2 separate regions of the Pogona vitticeps genome follow, and region 1 is linked to region 2. The links are chromatin contacts, called in public Hi-C maps. All regions are on one chromosome and are shown on one strand. Each heading gives the region's core, a stretch centred on a gene start, on an enhancer-like site or on the middle of the called end of the contact. The rest is flanking DNA. Distances are from core to core; before and after follow the strand shown. Region 1 holds the start of NF2 (NF2, moesin-ezrin-radixin like (MERLIN) tumor suppressor). Region 2 holds the start of LOC110082903 (coiled-coil domain-containing protein 157-like).

What was found. Hi-C and Micro-C count contacts between places; a contact is called where the count stands out from the background.
Region 1: a contact with region 2 is called in a Hi-C map of blood, with 9 times the contacts expected there. The contact joins the promoter of NF2 here to the promoter of LOC110082903 in region 2. A contact is called at or near these places in 2 of 2 Hi-C or Micro-C datasets (blood and muscle).

What each region holds. Positions count from the first base shown.
Region 1 is chr14:3,349,346-3,352,045 of PviZW2.1, forward strand. NF2 (NF2, moesin-ezrin-radixin like (MERLIN) tumor suppressor) reads left to right here and starts at 1,448. Exons shown (of 16, transcript XM_078381596.1): 1 at 1,448-2,700. The coding sequence starts at 2,621.
Region 2 is chr14:2,886,476-2,889,175 of PviZW2.1, forward strand. It overlaps LOC110082903 (coiled-coil domain-containing protein 157-like), which reads right to left and starts at 1,355. Exons shown (of 4, transcript XM_078381576.1): 1 at 1,240-1,355.

The DNA of each region.
Region 1 (2,700 bases), core at 198-2,697, 460 kb after region 2:
AAAAAATATTCAAAATTATTTTTTTTTATTTGGGATTTTTTTAAATTTTTAAATTACACCCTTTTCTTTCTCTGTATGCAACTTATTGTATCAATCTAGGGGGGAGCGATATCGCACCTACTGTTTTTGCTTTTATCTTTCTTTATCCATGGTTGAAGTTGGAAAAAGATGCAAGGTAATGTAGAAAAAAAAAGTGTCATGAAAAACTAAAGAGCAAAATAAACCTCCTTCTAAATTTGCCACTGCTTTAAATTGTTTCCCCTGGCAGTGTTTTAAATTTCACATGGAATTATGGGAGGAAAGCCGGTTTCAAGGACAGCGTGAGATTTTCACTTTTATGAAGAAGGGACACCTTTCTAAAAAGACTCAGGGCCCATTCGCACTCATTGTAATGGGTCTCCTCATAAGAAAAAAAATACTGACAAGGCTGAAAACTGCAAGAGAGAACTTGCTACCTTTTGGAAATTTGTGAACAACCTGTCCCCATGCTGGCTGGGGCAGATGGGAGTTGTAGTCTAAGCATCTGAAATGTAACTCGTTGCCTGCCTTTCTCTTCTTTTCGTTCTCTTCCTTCCTTCCGCCTTTTCTCTATTTTTCCCTCTTCTTTTCCTTCCCTCCATTTTCCTTTCCCACTTTCCCCCCTTTTTCTTTGTTTTCTTCCCTATTTTCTCTTGGCTCCTCCTTCCACCAGGGGGGGCACCCAAACTTAACCCACGTCCAGCCTGGCCTCTCTTTCCGGCAACTCGCTTTCCCCTGGGCAAAGCCAAAGCGGGAGCCGCTCTGCTTCCCACTCTATGGTCCACCTTCTGAAAGGCCGATTGGGGGACTCGCCACCCTTTTCCCTCCACACCGGTGCGCTCGGTCTCCACCAAACCGCGCCGACATTTCCGGTTATATTTGCGTAAACCGAGGTGGTGTTTGTGGAGAGGCGAGAATGACCCCCCACAGACATTACGCATAGAAAATGAAAGCTTCTGATCTTTATTTTCTGTCTCTCTCTGAGCCGTTGACATAAACGCTGGAAGCGGCGTCAAGCGCTTGGACCCTCCTCCCCCTTCCCCGCAAATGGCGGACGCTCAAAAGGGAACCGGAACTGCCGCTCTCGCCTCCTTTAGCTCTATAGTCCTAGGCTTGGCCGGGCGGTCGGAAGGGCAGGGAGGGTCCCGCCTCCGAGAGGCGGGGCTCTTCCCGGCCCAGCCAATGGGGAGAGAGGAGCAAGGAGTGGCAGGTTAAGCGGTGATGGCAGAGGTGAGGGGTCGTTTTTTAGCCAGGGAGGGGGGTGGGGAATAAAGAGAGAGAGCGGGAGGGAGAGAGAGAAGGCCTGCCCCCCCCCCGAGAGGCGCCTGACGTGAGGGGGGCCCAGAGCCAGGAGCCTTCCGTCTTCTTTCTCCCCCCCCCATTTTATTTCCCCCCCCCAGCCTTGCCTACTCCCCCAACTTGTGGGGCTGAGTCTCTCCATTGCTGGGAGGGCGCCTTCAGGACCCCCCCTCAGTCCTCACTCAGAGGCCTCCCTTCCCACTCACAGGACCCCCAAACACCCCCCCCCTTTAAAAGTTTCCATCAGGTACCACTTTTCCCTACCCCACCCTATTGAGGGAGGGGGGTCCCAATTAGGCTTATTTCCCCCCCCAATAAATACACCCCACTCCTGAATTCTGCCCCCTTCCTATTTTTCTCTCAGCCCCCCCCCCCCTTTGGCCGTTTCCTTAAATCGAATTTCTGGCTTATGCCTGTTCTTAATTGCCATTTTTGTATTATTATTGCCTCATTATTACAGCCATTTTGTGCATATTTTCCCCTGCTATCTACTCCAGGCGTAACTGTTTCTTCTTGCCCCTTCTTGTTTCAATGGGCAGCCACCTCCGAGCAATATACAATATTATTATTTTCAGGAGCTGATTCCTTACTCCAATATAACACCAATAACACTGTAATTGTTTCTAAAGCCAGTCAGATAATCTTTAGATAAATACAACATCACTATTCCCCCCCCCCCGAAGGTTTTTCCCTCTAAATGTGAGGGCTGTTTAGTATTCTTTCCCCAAATAAAACTGGGAATCTTGAATAAAACTCTCCCTCTTCACCCTCTAATCAAAACCATTATCTCTTTTTCAAGTTGTTAATTGCTCACCATCATTACCTTATTTCTTCGGTTTTTCAGGTCCCCCCCAGCTTTTTCTTTATTAAGACTCCTGAGCTTCACACTGGAAGGTTTTTTTTGTCTCCTAAAAGATCTTTGGATAATAATTTATATAGCCAAGGAGCACAACCTGGAGAGAAAGCCTTCATTACTCTCTTTAATTTTGCATTTCCCCTTTTCAGGCTTCCCCCTCCCCCTCACTAAAGACAAAATAAAAATTGAGGGATAGGTAGATAAAAGTTTGGAGGCATGCTTTTGACCTGTAGCCTTTTCCCTCCAGGAAATCCCCAAATGGGCTAAATAGTGCTTTCAGGTTTGACCCCCCCTCACCACCTTGTTGCATCTGACTTGTGAGTAAAGGTTCCCTATTTTCAGTGAGTTTAGCTGCGTGTTGGGGGCTTTCTCCTGGAGAAGGAGGAGCATCAAAGCGTGCCAGTGAAAGTTGAGTTAGTGGTCAAGAGCCCAGGGTTTCTTTTGGCCATGGCTGGTGCCATTGCATCTCGCATGAGCTTCAGCTCTTTAAAGAGAAAACAGCCCAAAACCTTCACGGTGCGGATCAT
Region 2 (2,700 bases), core at 105-2,604:
GTAAATTGGAAGAGGGAAAGCAACTGATGGGGAAAGACATCAGTAGCCGTCGCACCCCTCACTCTACTTCCGTTCAGAAGTTTGGCAAAAACAGGGGAACCCCAGCTTGGATCTCTTCTTTAAAAATTCCCATCCATTGAATACAGATGAGCCCCCAATTTCCTGCTATTTTGCACTCTACAGATGTGTCAGACAGCCTCGCCTGTCAACCCCAACCAGGCTGGCTGGCGTGATGGGCATTATTGTACTGGGGGGCACATTGGGGGCACTGGGTTTGGACACAGTGGGATAAACAATCCCAAGAATGCCCAGGTCCTAGAGACGGTGAGATTTAAAGCCCATTGCTGGGGCAGCTTGTGAAGTGGATCATGCCAACAGTTCAGGGAAGGACAACTTTCCCGGCCACGAACCCCCTTGTTCCTTACAGATTGTCCTACAGGAGTCTTCTTTTATTTCTACCAAGAAACAAAAGTGGGTGAAAACCATTTCTCATTATATTTCTAAACACAAAAACGAGAAGTGCTGGATAGCCCAGGGGTTGAGGTCTCCGGCTGCAGAGCCCAGAGGTTGGGAGTTCGAATTCCCCACGGTGCCTCCATGACAGAGGCTGGACTGGATGATCCCATGGGGTCCCTTCCAGTTCCCGCAGTTCTAAGATTATAATATGAACAAAATTGATTAATACGTATCGTGATCTCAAGATGTACAGAGTTATCTTCTCCTTTGCAGGTGGGTTTAGAATTGCATTTTTCAGAGATGACTTCTGAACACATGCTGTGCTGTTGGAGGTACTAAGAATGAGCAGTGGCTGCACCGTAACGGCCATACCACTGCCCTGATCCTGTGCATGACTTTGCCAGGATGCTTGCACCTCTGTTGCAACCAGGACTGGGGGGTGCACGTGAGAAATGCTGCCTGGGGGGGGCATTGCAATGTAAAGACCAGCTTGCAACATTCATTGCACGAACTGTGTATTTGTTGCATGAGCAGTGCTGGCTTATGAGAATTGCAACTCCTGCCTGCGTGTCAGGGGAGCGGGAGGGAAAGCACTCTGCACGTGCTCAGAGGCGCTCTGCCGGAAGTGCTCGAAAAGAGGATCTCCCTTAACCTAGAGATGAGGATATAGGGCGTAAAGGGGCCGTTCCAGGCTCGCCTGCGGGGCAAAAGGGGGGGGGGGAGAAATCTCAGGGTCCCAGAAAAAAAGCCCCCTGAAAATCGGTGGGGGGGGAACCGACCCACCTGTCGAATGAATCTCCACTACTGCCACCAGGCTCGCCCTCGCTTTCTAGGCCTTGACCGCTGCCATGGCAACCCCCGACACCTTTCCCCGGCACGCCCGCCATGGCACCGCCCCTTTGGAACGCCCCCCCCTAAGCCCCGCCCCCTCAGGGGAGAAAGAGGGAAGAAGAAGTAAGCTTGGCCTTTTGGACTTGACTCTTCCGGTTCTCGTTCGACCCGCTCGCACCAAAGAGGAGGCGCAAATGGCGAGAGCTGTCTTAGGTTTATTAAAAGCACCCCCACAAAATGCTACCCCTGTGCAAGGGGGTTGTCAAAAAGGCTTGAGGGGGGAGGGAAAGGAGGAGACCCGCCTTGGATCCTTTTCAGGAGAAAGGCGGGGTTTGATTGATTGATTGATTGATTGATTGATTGATTGATTGATTGATTGATTGATTGATTGATTGATTGATGACTTCAAGTCAGCTTCAGCAAATGAAGGAAAGGCGCTCTGATGAGGATGGCCAGAGTCTTGTGTCACTTCGAAGACAATTGTATATTGAACTCCACACACCTTCAGTGGGAGAAAGCTGCGTGCAGTTCCATGGGAGACTCTTCTCAAATAGAGACAGCCAGGATTGTGAATCTGTCAATGAATCTGCTCTGGGTCCTCTGGCCAGCTAGAGGTCACTTTGGGTCAGCTGAATAGCCAGCTGTCCTCACCTGTCCTATGGGCATGGTGTATCTTCAACGCCTATTTGGCAAAGCAGGAGCCACGTCTGGAGCACCTTGAGACCAATGTGAATTTGGTACCAAACTCTGGGAGGCAATGGAAGACAGGAGGGCCTGGCGTGCTCTGGTCCATGGGGTCACGAAGAGTTGGATACGTAGACCCCCTGCCTACCTAATATCGCATTTTCCTAAATCTATTGACTTCAAACGTGTTTTAAGGGTTCTTTGAAAGAGTGCTCAAGTGTAGAAAAAAAAAACATACAATTTTTATTCATACCTTCATTGAAAAAACACAAAATGCAACTACTGTAAATATTTGTATTTGGAATGAAAAAAAATCAGTAGTACCTAATTAAATAATATTATGAAATATTATGTACACAGAAGCTGTGTTTGGTGTAATTACGGATCGCCTAAATATTTATTATGATCTGCCTAATGGGATCTGCTCACCTTTACATCTCGTGCACCCTCAATTTTTTTCTCTCTCTCTGACATGGACCTCCTGCAAGTCAAAATTGACCCTTGGGGATCCATATAGACCACTTTGGAAACCTATGCTTTTGACCTTGCACTGCTTCATCATCATTTGAGAACTGGAGGTTTGCATTTCTGCACAGGTTTGCCAGGGTGTAAGAACACACACACACACACACATTTCTGGGGGGAAACCCGTGAAATGGATCGCATGAGTGGAAAATCTGATTATTTTTTTCTCGGGGGTGGGGAAGGCTTCCAAAGAAGCAGCCGCCT